Linked DNA regions of Oryctolagus cuniculus: region 2 is linked to region 1. The links are chromatin contacts, called in public Hi-C maps. All regions are on one chromosome and are shown on one strand. The core of a region is the stretch at or near the end of the contact, and the rest is flanking DNA. Distances in the headings are between cores, read along the strand shown. Region 1 overlaps SMCO4 (single-pass membrane protein with coiled-coil domains 4). Region 2 holds the start of CEP295 (centrosomal protein 295).

What was found. A called contact is a pair of places that touch in the nucleus more often than the background predicts.
Region 2: a contact with region 1 is called in a Hi-C map of an unstated tissue, with 2.3 times the contacts expected there. The contact joins the promoter of CEP295 here to the enhancer-like site in region 1. A contact is called at or near these places in 2 of 6 Hi-C or Micro-C datasets (ear pinna and an unstated tissue).

What each region holds. Positions count from the first base shown.
Region 1 is chr1:84,691,268-84,697,459 of mOryCun1.1, forward strand. All of the region lies in intron 4 of SMCO4 (single-pass membrane protein with coiled-coil domains 4), which reads right to left. Among named protein-coding and RNA genes, the nearest start is that of SMCO4, 33 kb to the right of the region's middle. Within about 2 kb of position 2,529, at least 1 of the 8 cell types and tissues checked has an H3K27ac peak or open chromatin away from gene starts, as enhancers often do.
Region 2 is chr1:84,824,865-84,830,814 of mOryCun1.1, forward strand. It overlaps CEP295 (centrosomal protein 295), which reads left to right and starts at 2,655. Exons shown (of 29, transcript XM_070076743.1): 1 at 2,655-2,858. The coding sequence starts at 2,726.

The sequences.
Region 1 (6,192 bases), core at 1,279-3,778:
GGGGAGGAGGTGATGGGGGACATTTGGAATCCCAGCGCCCCCTGGTGGCTGAGCCCATTCTGCATTATAAATGGCAGCAGTTGTTCTGCCTTCTTCCCACCGTGTTGATTCCAAATCTTTCATCTAAGCATCAGTGGTGCTGCACATAGAGGTACAATACATGGGATGCCTAGGGTGTGAGACAGCAAAGACCACATCCCTGCTATTCCAGAGCTTGTTCTGAAGCTGGGCAGGTGCGAGATGAACAGGTACCTGCACCACGTGGCATTAACAGAAGCCTGGGAGCCTGCAGAGACAGTAATTCCAGGTGGGAAGTCCAATCCTTAATCCCATATGTAATTCTACTTGTATAAAAAAGCCACACCTTACAAATTTCCAGATTACAATGCATTAAGATTTGAAACCGACCACGACCACCACACCAAGATTCAACCCCTGAAGGAAAGAATCCTTAGGTGCGGACGACAGCACATCCCCAGGTCCATCTCCCCTGCGAGACTGCCCATGGCCACGCAGCAAATGCCATGCACACAAAAGGAGAATTCCAGAAAGGGAAAACTGTGGGCCGCTTCCCTGGCTCCTCTGCAATGTCCACTTTTCTTGTCTAGATGCAAGCTCATAAAAACTAAAGAGGAAAGGACAGAAACAGAGAGGGAGGGAGGGAGAAAAGGTCTCTCTTTAGGTGGTCAAATATATAAGACTGAATCCACTACAAGTCCCAGCTGCTCCACTTAGATCTCCTGAGAGGGGACAAGCCAGGGGCCTTTAAAGTCACCTCAATTACGTAATCGAAGGCCTGTGTGCTCAAACTGCTGATGTGTCCCACAGGCACACTGAAAATACCTCTGCTTTTAAAATCCTGTTCGGGCCTTTCTTCCTGTTTTACAACCCTGGCCTGGGCATCTCTGAGTGGCCACGTGGTTAACATGGACTTCCTTGCAGCTCTGGTTCCCTGCCAAAGACGCACACACTAGCAACCCCAGGCATAAACTAAAATGAATGGAGAAAGAACAAAGATACCAGCTGAGAGAGCTCTTGGCATCCCACCCTCTCCCTTTTGTTCTAGGCAGTCACTAATGCCCTGGGGGTCATCCAGGCCTTAGACTCCACAGCTGTCAACTGCACTCACCCCAAGTCACACTGGTTGAGAAACAAAGCCCAAAGCTAACAACCCATGGACAGAGCTCTGGGTGGTCTTATACACTGTATCATTTATATCTCATCACAACCTCTTCCAGATATTACTTTTATCATCCTCAGTTGACTGAACAGACTCAGAGAGGTTAAGCAGGCAGCCCAGGCTCACAATGACAGAATGGCTGGGAGAGAAGCTAGGACAACCCAGGCCCTCAGCTCCTTGGAGCGAGGACCCCTAAGTGCACAGCAAGCCCAACAGCATTTGAAGAGGCAGTGTTTTGAGTGTACAGGCTGATCTTCACCAGACGCCTCCACACAGGTTTGTTAGGAAACTTCCAGGGGAGGCTGCGGCAGAGAAGGAAGTGTGCTACCTACACGTGTGAGTCGACAACTGCCTCTGAGAATTCCCATTGTAACATGGGGACGTGCTGGCTCTCTGTGAGCACTGGACGAGAGTACTCATGGGCACAATGCCCGCAGACACGGACATGCCACCAAACCCAAAGGACCTTCAACAGCAGCATTCCTGTCAGGGCTGTGCAAGTAGCTTAGGGAAAAAACTGTACAGAAAGACGGCACAGGGGCTTCAAGTCCCAGCTGCTCCACTTCCGATCCAGCTCCTGCTAATGCGCCTGGGAAAGCAGCAACAAGATGACCTGGCTTTCGGCCATCTGGGGAGTGAACCAGCAGATGGAAGATCTCTGTCTCTCCCCCTCTCTCTGTAACTTTCAAATAAATAAAATAATTCTTAAAAAAAAAAAAAAGGACAAAGCACACATTCCACTACAAACTTGGGTTTACTCCTTAAAAATGTAGAGAAGCATAGACCATTTACAGAGGCCAACAGCTGGTGCACAGAAGAGGTGGTTCGCATAGCGCCGTCACCACCGACAGCACCAGCTGGAGCTCAGCACCACAGTGTGCTCCCCCATGGTCTTGGGCAAACACCACTAAGAGAAAAACAGTGAATTGGAGAAAACCCAAAAGAGTTAAAGTAGAGAGTACTGTAGAGCGGTCTGAGCAGACTGCAACAGCCAACTCCAGTTCCACACGGGAAGCCCTCAGAGCCTGCGCCCAGCACCCACAGCCGACTCCACTGAGAGGACGGTCAAGATCGGCCAGAGTGTGCCACCACACTCCCCATTCCCAGCTGGGGTGCCGCAGTGCAAAGGGATCAATGGTTTTCAGAACAGTTAAGAAAGCAGGTGGACAAACGCCATTCCCTGGCTTGTGAGGAGTCCTGGAGCCTCTGCACGCCAGCTCCCCACAGGATCAGAGCACGGGGGTGTCTCATTACCTGCAGAGACCACACTTTATAAATACACCCTGCCTGGGCTGAGAAGGTCTGCTGACAGAGGGACCTGATCCGGAAATTCAGTGTCCGTGCAGCCCAGCCTTCCTCAGTTCAAAATAGATATCCGTGACCTACTTAGTCTTCGCGTGCCACTCTCAAAAGCAACTAACAAGCGGATGGCGGCCAGGGCCGCTGACTTCAGCGGAACCCACTCAGACCCCAGCCTTCCTGTCAGGTGTAACAGCTACAGTGATGACTCAGAAAGGTGCCAAGGGGAGCCACACTGCAAGCCCAGCCCAAAGCAGCCGATTCAACTCCCTGCTGACAGGCAGAGTCACAGGAGCAGCACTTGCACTTCATCCCCAGCAAGGCGAGGGGGTGGGCAACACTCCTCGCAGCAGTGACTCTGCAAGCCACCCTCATCATCATTCGTTTCCAGAGGGGTGAAACAGGAGGTTCCTGGAAAGTGAACCCTGCACCCCAGCCCCTCTGTCTGCATGTTCTCCAGAGTGTCCTGCACAGTGCAGGTCTACCAAGCATTGAGCACCATGAGAAGGTGAGCCCCTCCCCAGCCCAGCCCACTCATGCTTGGCTACTCAACATTAGACAGCAGGACAGACACTGACACGGAATACACAGACCAGATAGTCAAGACCAGGGAAAGCTCTGCACACTTTCACCCACCACAGAGCCACAAAGTGACCTAAACCACAACTCATTTCACTAGGGACAGGCGACACTCAAGGAAGCTGGCAGGGACAAATGTTGGCAAAACCCCAGCACACTCCGTGCCATGCAGTACAACAGCAGACGAGGAAGCAAGTTGATGGCGAAAACCAAACAACGCAGGGCGGACTTGCCCATCTTCACATCCACATCCATCCTCCTCAGATCTCTGGGGCTGGTCCCAGACACTCTCCCCCCACCGTTATACACTCTAAATTCCCAGCACAGGAACTTACCCAAGAGCGCTTTTTCACCCACATCAGGACATTCAGTCACTGCCACCACCCCGGGAGGCAGGCGGGACAGGCATTTTTATCAGCCACTTAGAAATGAGGAAATTGAGACAAGTGGTTATAAGTAAGGACAAAAGCACAGACCTCCTAACTCCAAGTTCTGTGCTTGTGGTCACCCAAAATCATCCCGCAGGGTGCACCCAGAACTGACACAGCCATGAATCTGAGCTTTAGGGGCAGCACCTTCTGGAGTCAAACAGCGGCCCCCACCCTTCAACCTCAGCAAAGAACAGCAGCACACAACCATCAACCTCCACGTCTGCGGACAGGTGGCCTCTGTCAGCCACATGTCCCTGAGCCAGGCTCATCACCACCTCCCTGACAAACATGCGAAACCCAATCCTTAGAATTACAAAGGAAAGGGCTTTTTACAGCTAAGTGATGGGCAGGAACAGGATGAACGCCCATGGACTCCAACAGCCACAGCCAGAGAGCCCAGGAGCTCAAGGCCTTTCTGAGTGTCAGTTGACCCTGCCTTCAAATCCTGGCTCTGGAGCTTAGCAGCTCTGTGACCGTAAGCAAGTAACTTTGTTCTAAGTTTCAGCTTTTTTCATTTATAGAAAAAGAAGTTAAAAAAAGAATCTCACAGTACATGAACTTAATGCCACAGAACTGAATACTTAAAAATGGTTAAAAAGTTAAATTTTATGTTATGTGTATTTTGCCATTACAAAAATAGGTTAACATTTGCATTTTTTTACAAAAAAAAATGATCTTACAGGCTCACAGTGAGGATTAAGTAAGAATCCTAATGGCACGGTTTTACATTGGCACATATATCCTAATAGACATTTGTTATTAATAGTAACTTAATAGTTTTATTGTACAGAACCGGCACTGTGGTGTAGCAGGTAAAGCTGTTGCCTGCAGTGCCAGGCATTCCATATGGGCACCAGTTTGAGACCTGACTGTTCCACTTCCGATCCAGTTCTCTGCTATGGCCTGGGAAAGTAGCAGAGGATGGTCCGAGTCCTTGGGCCCCTGCACCCTCATGGGAGACCTAGAGGTGGCTCCTGGCTTCAGATTGGCCCAGCTCCACCCATTGCAGCCATTTGAGTGTGAACCAGCGGATGGAACTCTCTCTCTCTGCTTCTCTGTAACTCCGCCTTTCAAATAAATAAATTTTTTTAAAACAGTTGTATTGCAAATACATACTCAATGTAGAAAATCTCACAAAGATAAAATCTCCTATAATATCAAAATCCAGAAATAACACCACTGAAATAAAATTTTTGTGGTATTTTTCCTATACATAGATATTTCCTAACAAATTTGGGATACGATGTACATAAAATTTTGTTGTCATGAGCCATTACTTTTTTGCCTTACTTGTAATTTCAAAAACAATTCTTATAACAATATCCAGAAATAGGCCGGCGCCGCGGCTCACTAGGCTAATCCTCCGCCTAGCGGCGCCGGCACACCGGGTTCTAGTCCCGGTTGGGGCGCCGGATTCTGTCCCGGTTGCCCCTCTTCCAGGCCAGCCCTCTGCTGTGGCCAGGGAGTGCAGTGGAGGATGGCCCAGGTGCTTGGGCCCTGCACCCCATGGGAGACCAGGAAAAGCACCTGGCTCCTGGCTCCTGCCATCGAATCAGCGCGGTGCGCCGGCCGCAGCGCGCCGGCCGCGGCGGCCATTGGAGGGTGAACCAACGGCAAAGGAAGACCTTTCTCTCTGTCTCTCTCTCTCACTGTCCACTCTGCCTGTCAAAAAAAAAAAAAAAAAAATAACAATATCCAGAAATAAAGGGCCTTTGTTCAATGCAAAGATAAAAAGTGGAGTGCAACTTGAGAACAAGGGGCTCATGAGGAACAACTGGAGACACCTGCCTCCAGGGCCAGACCGGTGGCCCAGCCAAATCCTCCACACCTGCTCCCCTCGCAGAGTCAGAACTCTGCGGTCTGGCCAGACGGCAGGAAGAGCATTCATCAGGAACCCTGGTTGTGATGCCAGGAGCAGCTCTGGGGGTGCCAGGAATAGCCCGTGTTCGAGGAGCTCCCACTGTGACAGGGAAGACAATCGCAGGCGGATCACCCCAGGTGCCCTGAGCAAGGGGTTATCCAGAGTGGGGGAACGGGTCGGGTAGAGAAGGGGCACATTCGTTCCCATCATTTCATCCAACCCCACAGGTTAAAGATGAGACAACTGAGGCCCAGGAAAGCAAGTGATTCCCTAAGGCAGCAGCCAAGAGACCAGAATATAACATTCTAGTTCCAGTCTGGGCACCAGAAGACCCAGAGCTCAATCACAGCATTTTGCTAGCATGGAACCTAACGAAGTTGTCAGGACCCACATCCAGTACGGTCCTATTCATCAACAAGAGTTTATCTAACTTGGTGCCAGGGGCACAGACACAAGAAACCAAAGCCACCCTCTGGGCACAGGGCAAGGAAGCTGCTTTATGGGAACACTTGGCCCTTGTCTGGTGAGTAAGATGTCTGCACCCACTGTAACCCAGCTCCACAGATCCTGGGGGCAGGGTGGGGCAGGGAGGGCGCTACCTGCGTCCAGGCTTCCTGTGGGGTGCTGGCAGGGAAAGGCTGTGCAGCTCAAAGCCAGCTCCTCCAAGCTCTTCTGAAATGCTGGGAGGAAGCAGCCCCAAGTAACCCTGGAGGACTCACACTCCTAGCTAGGGACTGTCTTCACAACTATCCCCTGGCACAGTGCGTTTGTTTGGGAGGGGGAAGGGAATGGGTGAGAGGCTTCCCCCAGGCGGTTCCTGAGCATCTGGTCCTGGCACTGCG
Region 2 (5,950 bases), core at 1,405-3,904, 130 kb after region 1:
GCCACTAATTCTTTATCACTCCCTCCATTGATAGATGGAGTTCATTTCCCCTTCACTTGAATCTGAGCTAGCTCTATGATAACCAATAAAATGTAGCAGAACTTACTGCAACTCCTTTTCCGCCTCGTTTTAAAGACTTGCAGCTCCCACTTCATTTCTCTGGAAGCGCTCCCACTTAGGCGCTCCCTCTCAGAAACGTGCCAACACACAGTAAGGTGTGAAATCCATATGGAAAGGTCACATGTCAAGGGCTCCAGCCAACAGTTCCAGCTGACCTCTCAGCTGAAAGCCAGAATCAACTGCCAGGCAGAACCAGTGAGCCATAGTGAATCTCCCAAGGTGGTCTGGTTGGCAGCAACAGAGAACCAAACAGAAACGAAGACTTACTGGTTTGAAGTATCAGTTAGAAAGAATCAGAGTCGTGCTGTTAAGATACTCTGCTCTGACTCCAAGCCCCCTGGGTTTTCTTTGATTCCTCACTACATCTTATTAAAAACAGAACAAGCCTCAGTTCAATATCTCTGCCCAGGATGCAGGTTTGTGAAGTGGAGCGTATAATTTGTTAATTCATTCAGCTGGTCAAGAAACCTTTCGGAAGCTCTATATGCCAGGCAATGGAACAAAATGCACTCGTCCTCTCAAGGGACTCAGTGTGAGCTACAGGGAGCCTCATAAATAGCTAGTTTATTAAGAATTCATGAACGCCATGATGGGGAATGTGAAAGGGACTTTTGGAACCCATGGCCAGGTCCCAAATGCAGCCTAAGGAATGAATAATAAGCACATTTGTTGGATGTAGAAAGGTGGTATCTCTGCACCTGTGTTGAGGATGTTGACAAACATGTTTAAAATGAATGCAGTTTGCACCAAGATAAATGTGACAGGAAGTGGGGAGAGGGTGGGAACGAAGTTCCCCAGTATTTGGGAAGAGGGCATGAATCGTAGCCCTGGCCCCACCTGTCATTTACAGGTGCTCCTGGCCAAGTCTCTGAGCCTCTGGGTGATTTAGCAATCTGGGGTGTAAATCTGAGATAGGGGTTGGGGGTCATATTATTTCTTCTTCATGTACTTGGCAGTTCCTTCTTCCAACTCCTTTCTTTTCTTTTCTTTTTTATTTTAAGATTTATTTATTTATTTGAAAGGCAGAGTTGCAGGGACCCAACAACTTGGGCCATCTTCTACTGCTTTCCCAGGCCACAGCAGAGAGCTGGATCAGAAGTGGAACAGCTGGGTCTCAAACCAGAGCCCAGATGGGATGCCGGCACTGCAGGTGGTGGCTTTACCCACTATGCCACAGTGGAGCACCCCCCCACCACCAATTTCTTTCCTTTAAGTTTTGCAGTTCCTCAGAGTTTGGTCTTTAGCTCTTTGGTTGTTTCATCCTGCAAATTCTGAGTGATTTTGTCCACTCCTCCAGCTTTTGCTATTATGCATAGGGCAATGAAACTCCTGTAAGGTTAGCCCAATTCTCTTTGTGGGTTGTCTCTCAACGTCTCCATCTACTGATTGCATAGATGTTCCACAGGCACATGAAATTAGGCAGAGATGAGCTCATCACCTTTGCCCACTTAATTAACCCCCCGCTTCTGATTTCTCTGTTGAGGATTAAGAATCAATATCGCTACCCACACTAGCGGCCTGTGAGATTAACTGTGGTCTTGATTTCCCTCAACCTTACATGCCATTTTTTATCCAGTACTGTTGATTCTGTGTCCTAAATATTTCTGGAACCCACACTTCTGTCCAGATAACTTATAAACAGCTCTAATTCAACATATTCAATGCTTACCTCCTAACTGCTCCTCTTCCCCTGTGTTATATTAAAATGTTATCTCGATTCACTGAGTTGCCAAACCTGGAACTTGGGGATCATCCTTAATTTCTCCTCCTCTTTTGACTCCCATAACTAGCTATCCAACAATTCTGTGTTTGGCCTCTTGTTAGCCTCTTTATTTACCTCCTCATCTCTATTCCCCCAGCTGTAATCTTCATCCCCTTCAGCAGTATCCTATTCAGTTTCCCTGCCTTGTCTTCACTCCATTTTCCACTGTTGCCAGATCTGATCACGTTTGAAATCTCTCCTTTCCTCTCCCCTCCAACTTTCTAATCCTTTGAATCCCAGTATGTTTATCCCAGTATTCTGCAAAATCTAAGATGGAAATCATAATCCACTTACATGAGTCTCCCCTGACCTGGCTGTGTGGCACAAAACAGGTAATATGAACCTGCGCTCACCCCCTCACTGGTCATAGGTTACAGCAGATAAATCTAGGATATGGTACATCAGACCCCCGAAGGTACAAAATAGCCAACTAAGCCTCAGGATTTATGCGCTGGAAGAAGCGTTAAATGAAACCTCTTGGCCATTAAGCGCACACAACAGGACGAACGAACTCAGTGCATAAAAGGACGCATATTCTAAGACATATTCATGATGGGGCCTTACGACTAAAGTCACCCTCGTGGCTTTGGGAAAATACCTTCCCGTTTCTGGAATTCTGTTTCCGGATCTGTAATAAGAGCATATTATTGAGCGAGAGGAAGTAAAACTTCAGAGCCGCGGGAGGTATGAGAAATAATGGACCTCTACGTAGGGCGGGTACGTGCTGGTGCGCATGCGCGGGCAGCCGGGCTCAAGCGCCGCTCAGCCTTCCCGGCGGCCTCCGGGGGAGGCGGGGCCAGGCAGCTTCCCGCGGTTTAGTCCCGCCATTGGCGGGCGGTTTGAATGACGGAAGTGACGAGAGCTCTGCGATGGCTTCCCCGCAGGCGCACAAACGGCTGGTGGGAAGCTGATCCGTGGGGGCCGCTGGGGCCGGCTTGGCTGCTAGAGCTCCGGACTCTGCGCTGCGTGCCGTCAGGTGAGTGACGGGTGCACGGTCTTCCTGGCCACCCTGGGCGTGCACAACCCCCTGAGGCGGAGTTGCTGGGCTGGTGGTCCTGAGGCAGTGCGTCTCCCGGGGCGCCGCGTCGCGAACGCTGATCGGCCCGCGGTTCTCAGGGCCCCGCAGGCCGCGGACCAGGCTGCGGGGCGCTGGCGGCTGTTAGGGGCTCCCGGCAGCAGTGTCTGGCCCACCCCCTCCATCTCCATGCGAGAGCCTGAGGCTGCCCCGGGACATCTTGCGCGCCCTGCCGCCCTCGGGTCGAGGGGGCTTCCCCTGCAGCCTTCTCGGTCCCTGAGCTTCCAAGCTGGGGACGGTCGGGAAGGGCCTCCGATGCTATTGCTGCGGCAGCTGCAGGTGTTTCCCCCGGGCACCCGCGGCCGTGGCCTGCAACCTGGTAGCCACTTAAGAGCATTGGCTGGCATCTTTTCATGCAAAGAGTGCCCTCTATTTTGGTGTCTGTCACTTTTAATGCCTCAGGTATTGAATTCTGTCACAAACTCGGATTTAAAACGTTTGAAGTCTGTAAAACTTACCGAATAGGTGGCAGTGTCACTTTTCAGTTGCATGATCATCAGGACAGGTGCTGGGGTCAGTGTTATTCCGTCATTTACACAGTGTAAAACTGAGAAACACAGAGAAACTGAGTGACTTGACTGGTGTCTTCCTGCTAATAAATGACATTGTCGGATTTTGAACCCCAAACTTTTGAGTTTAGTATTAGTTTTGTGATCGTCACGTGCCTTTACCATTTAATCGGCAGGACCAATACTGTCTTACAAGGTAAGTACTATCGTCCCTATTTTGGATAGTAAAAATGTACAATTTAGGAATCTGTACTAGTAGGAATAAATAAATAGGGCAGGAGGGAGGATTTCCCTAGGTAAGATTGCAGTTGTTAAGTGTAGAAGGAATAATGGAAGTAGAAAATGATACTTGATAAACACCACTGTAATTGGTTGACAGCCATCAAAGGATATTGCACTTGGTAGGCAAAATATGAGAAACCTAATGTTTATGTAGTCTCTACTGTCTCTCTGTCAGAAATGTATGGCTTATAAGAGACAATAGTAACTACGGTGGAGAAACCTGGTTAGACACCATCTTGACCAGGTGGTCTCAAGCTCCATCCCATCGTCACTGAGAAGCGTATGTCATCGCTTCTGTTGTGTGCTTGCTCTCAATGTGAACCCCAAGTCTAATCACAAGAAAACAATTTAGACAAATCCAAACTGAGGGATGTGGAACAAAACCAGCGGCCTTTTCAGAAATGTCAGGGTCTTGAAAAGAAAGACAAACCGAGGAACCCGCCTGGATTAGAAGAGACACCACAAGTGTGGCAGCCAGCAGAGTGTAATTCACAGATCTTCTCTTGGAGGCTGTGACTGAGTGGTGGGAATAGGAAGGCGGGCCTGTGCTGGAGAAACCCACTGAAGGACTTGCTGAACCTTTCTTAGATTTTGTGCCTTAAGAGGCATCCGCCCACTCTTCCCTCCCAGCGTCAGGTTTGCACTGAAACCTGAACCTCCCTCCACCTTTTACCAACTGCCTTCCCATCTCCCCTCGCAGGCCTTTTCCTTAATAAACTGTGGGTTTAACTCCACCTTGGCATCTACTTCTTGGAGAGCCAAGTTTCAGTGTATTGTCCTTGGATGGGGACCGGGGCCACATAATAGACATTAGTGGCCCAACTGATGTGAAATTTGAATAAGGTCTGTAGATTTAGTTGAATTTTGTGCCAATGTTCATTTCCTGGTTTGATCCCTGTACTGTGGTTACATAAGATGTTTACATTTGGAGAAGCTGGGGAAAGCTGTGTAGGAATTCTAAGTCTGAAGTTTCTAAATAAGTTAAACATTCAAAAAAATTATATGGTAAGAGGAAATATCTTAGAAAATAAAAGTAGTGTGTATATATATGTATATATATATGTATATACACACACAAATATATGCCTCTAGCAATGAGATGGTGGGTATTCAAAAGAATCGGGAAAATTGTGCTTTTTTCGTTTATATTGGCGTATAACTTAGAATAAAACATACCAACCTAAATGTACCATTTGAGGAATTTTTACGTATGTATACAACTTTGTAATAACCATCATATAGACAAAAAAATATAGAATATTGTCTGGCCTCAGCAAGCTTTGCTGTGCCCCCTTCCTCATCCATAACCTCCAGAGAGGCTACTTAACCTCTTTCATGATGGATTAGTCTCTCTTGCTGTTAAACTTCATTCAGTAATATTATACCTATCAGATACATCAGGAATTAGTGTAATATGAATATGAATGCATTTTAAAAGACCTTTGGATAAATTGATAAAGACATATTTTGAGGACTAAATTTAATCATGCAGCTTAAGGCCGGCGCCGCGGCTCACTAGGCTAATCCTCCGCCTTGCGGCGCCGGCACACCAGGTTCTAGTCCCGGTCGGGGCGCCGGATTCTGTCCCGGTTGCCCCTCTTCCAGGCCAGCTCTCTGCTGTGGCCAGGGAGTGCAGTGGAGGATGGCCCAGGTGCTTGGGCCCTGCACCCCGTGGGAGACCAGGAAAAAGCACCTGGCTCCTGGCTCCTGCCATTGGATCAGCGCGGTGCGCCGGCTGCAGCGCGCCGGCTGCAGCGCGCAGGCCGCAACGGCCATTGGAGGGTGAACCAACGGCAAAGGAAGACCTTTCTCTGTCTGTCTCTCTCACTGTCCACTCTGCCTGTCAAAAATAAATAAATAAATAAATAAAATAAAAAAAAAAAAGTACAGAGCAAAAAAAAAATCTTGTTTTAAAAAAAAAAAAGCAGCTTAAATAAAATTTTTCTAAGCCCACATGTTTTAGCGTGTTGGAAATTTGGGAAGCATTTTGAATAAGGGAACCTGGTTCTTCTCTTGTCCTTTTCTCTGGATATTGTCATTTAGGGCAAGTCCTTTAACCCAAGAGGCCTTTGTTTCTTCATGTATAAAATGAGAAAAATATTCAGCACTTTATTTACCATTACTAAATGAGCAGAATGCATTGGAAAAGATCTTTAAATCTCAAGATTTTTAACTAAGCAATAATAAAAAAAGGTTATTCCA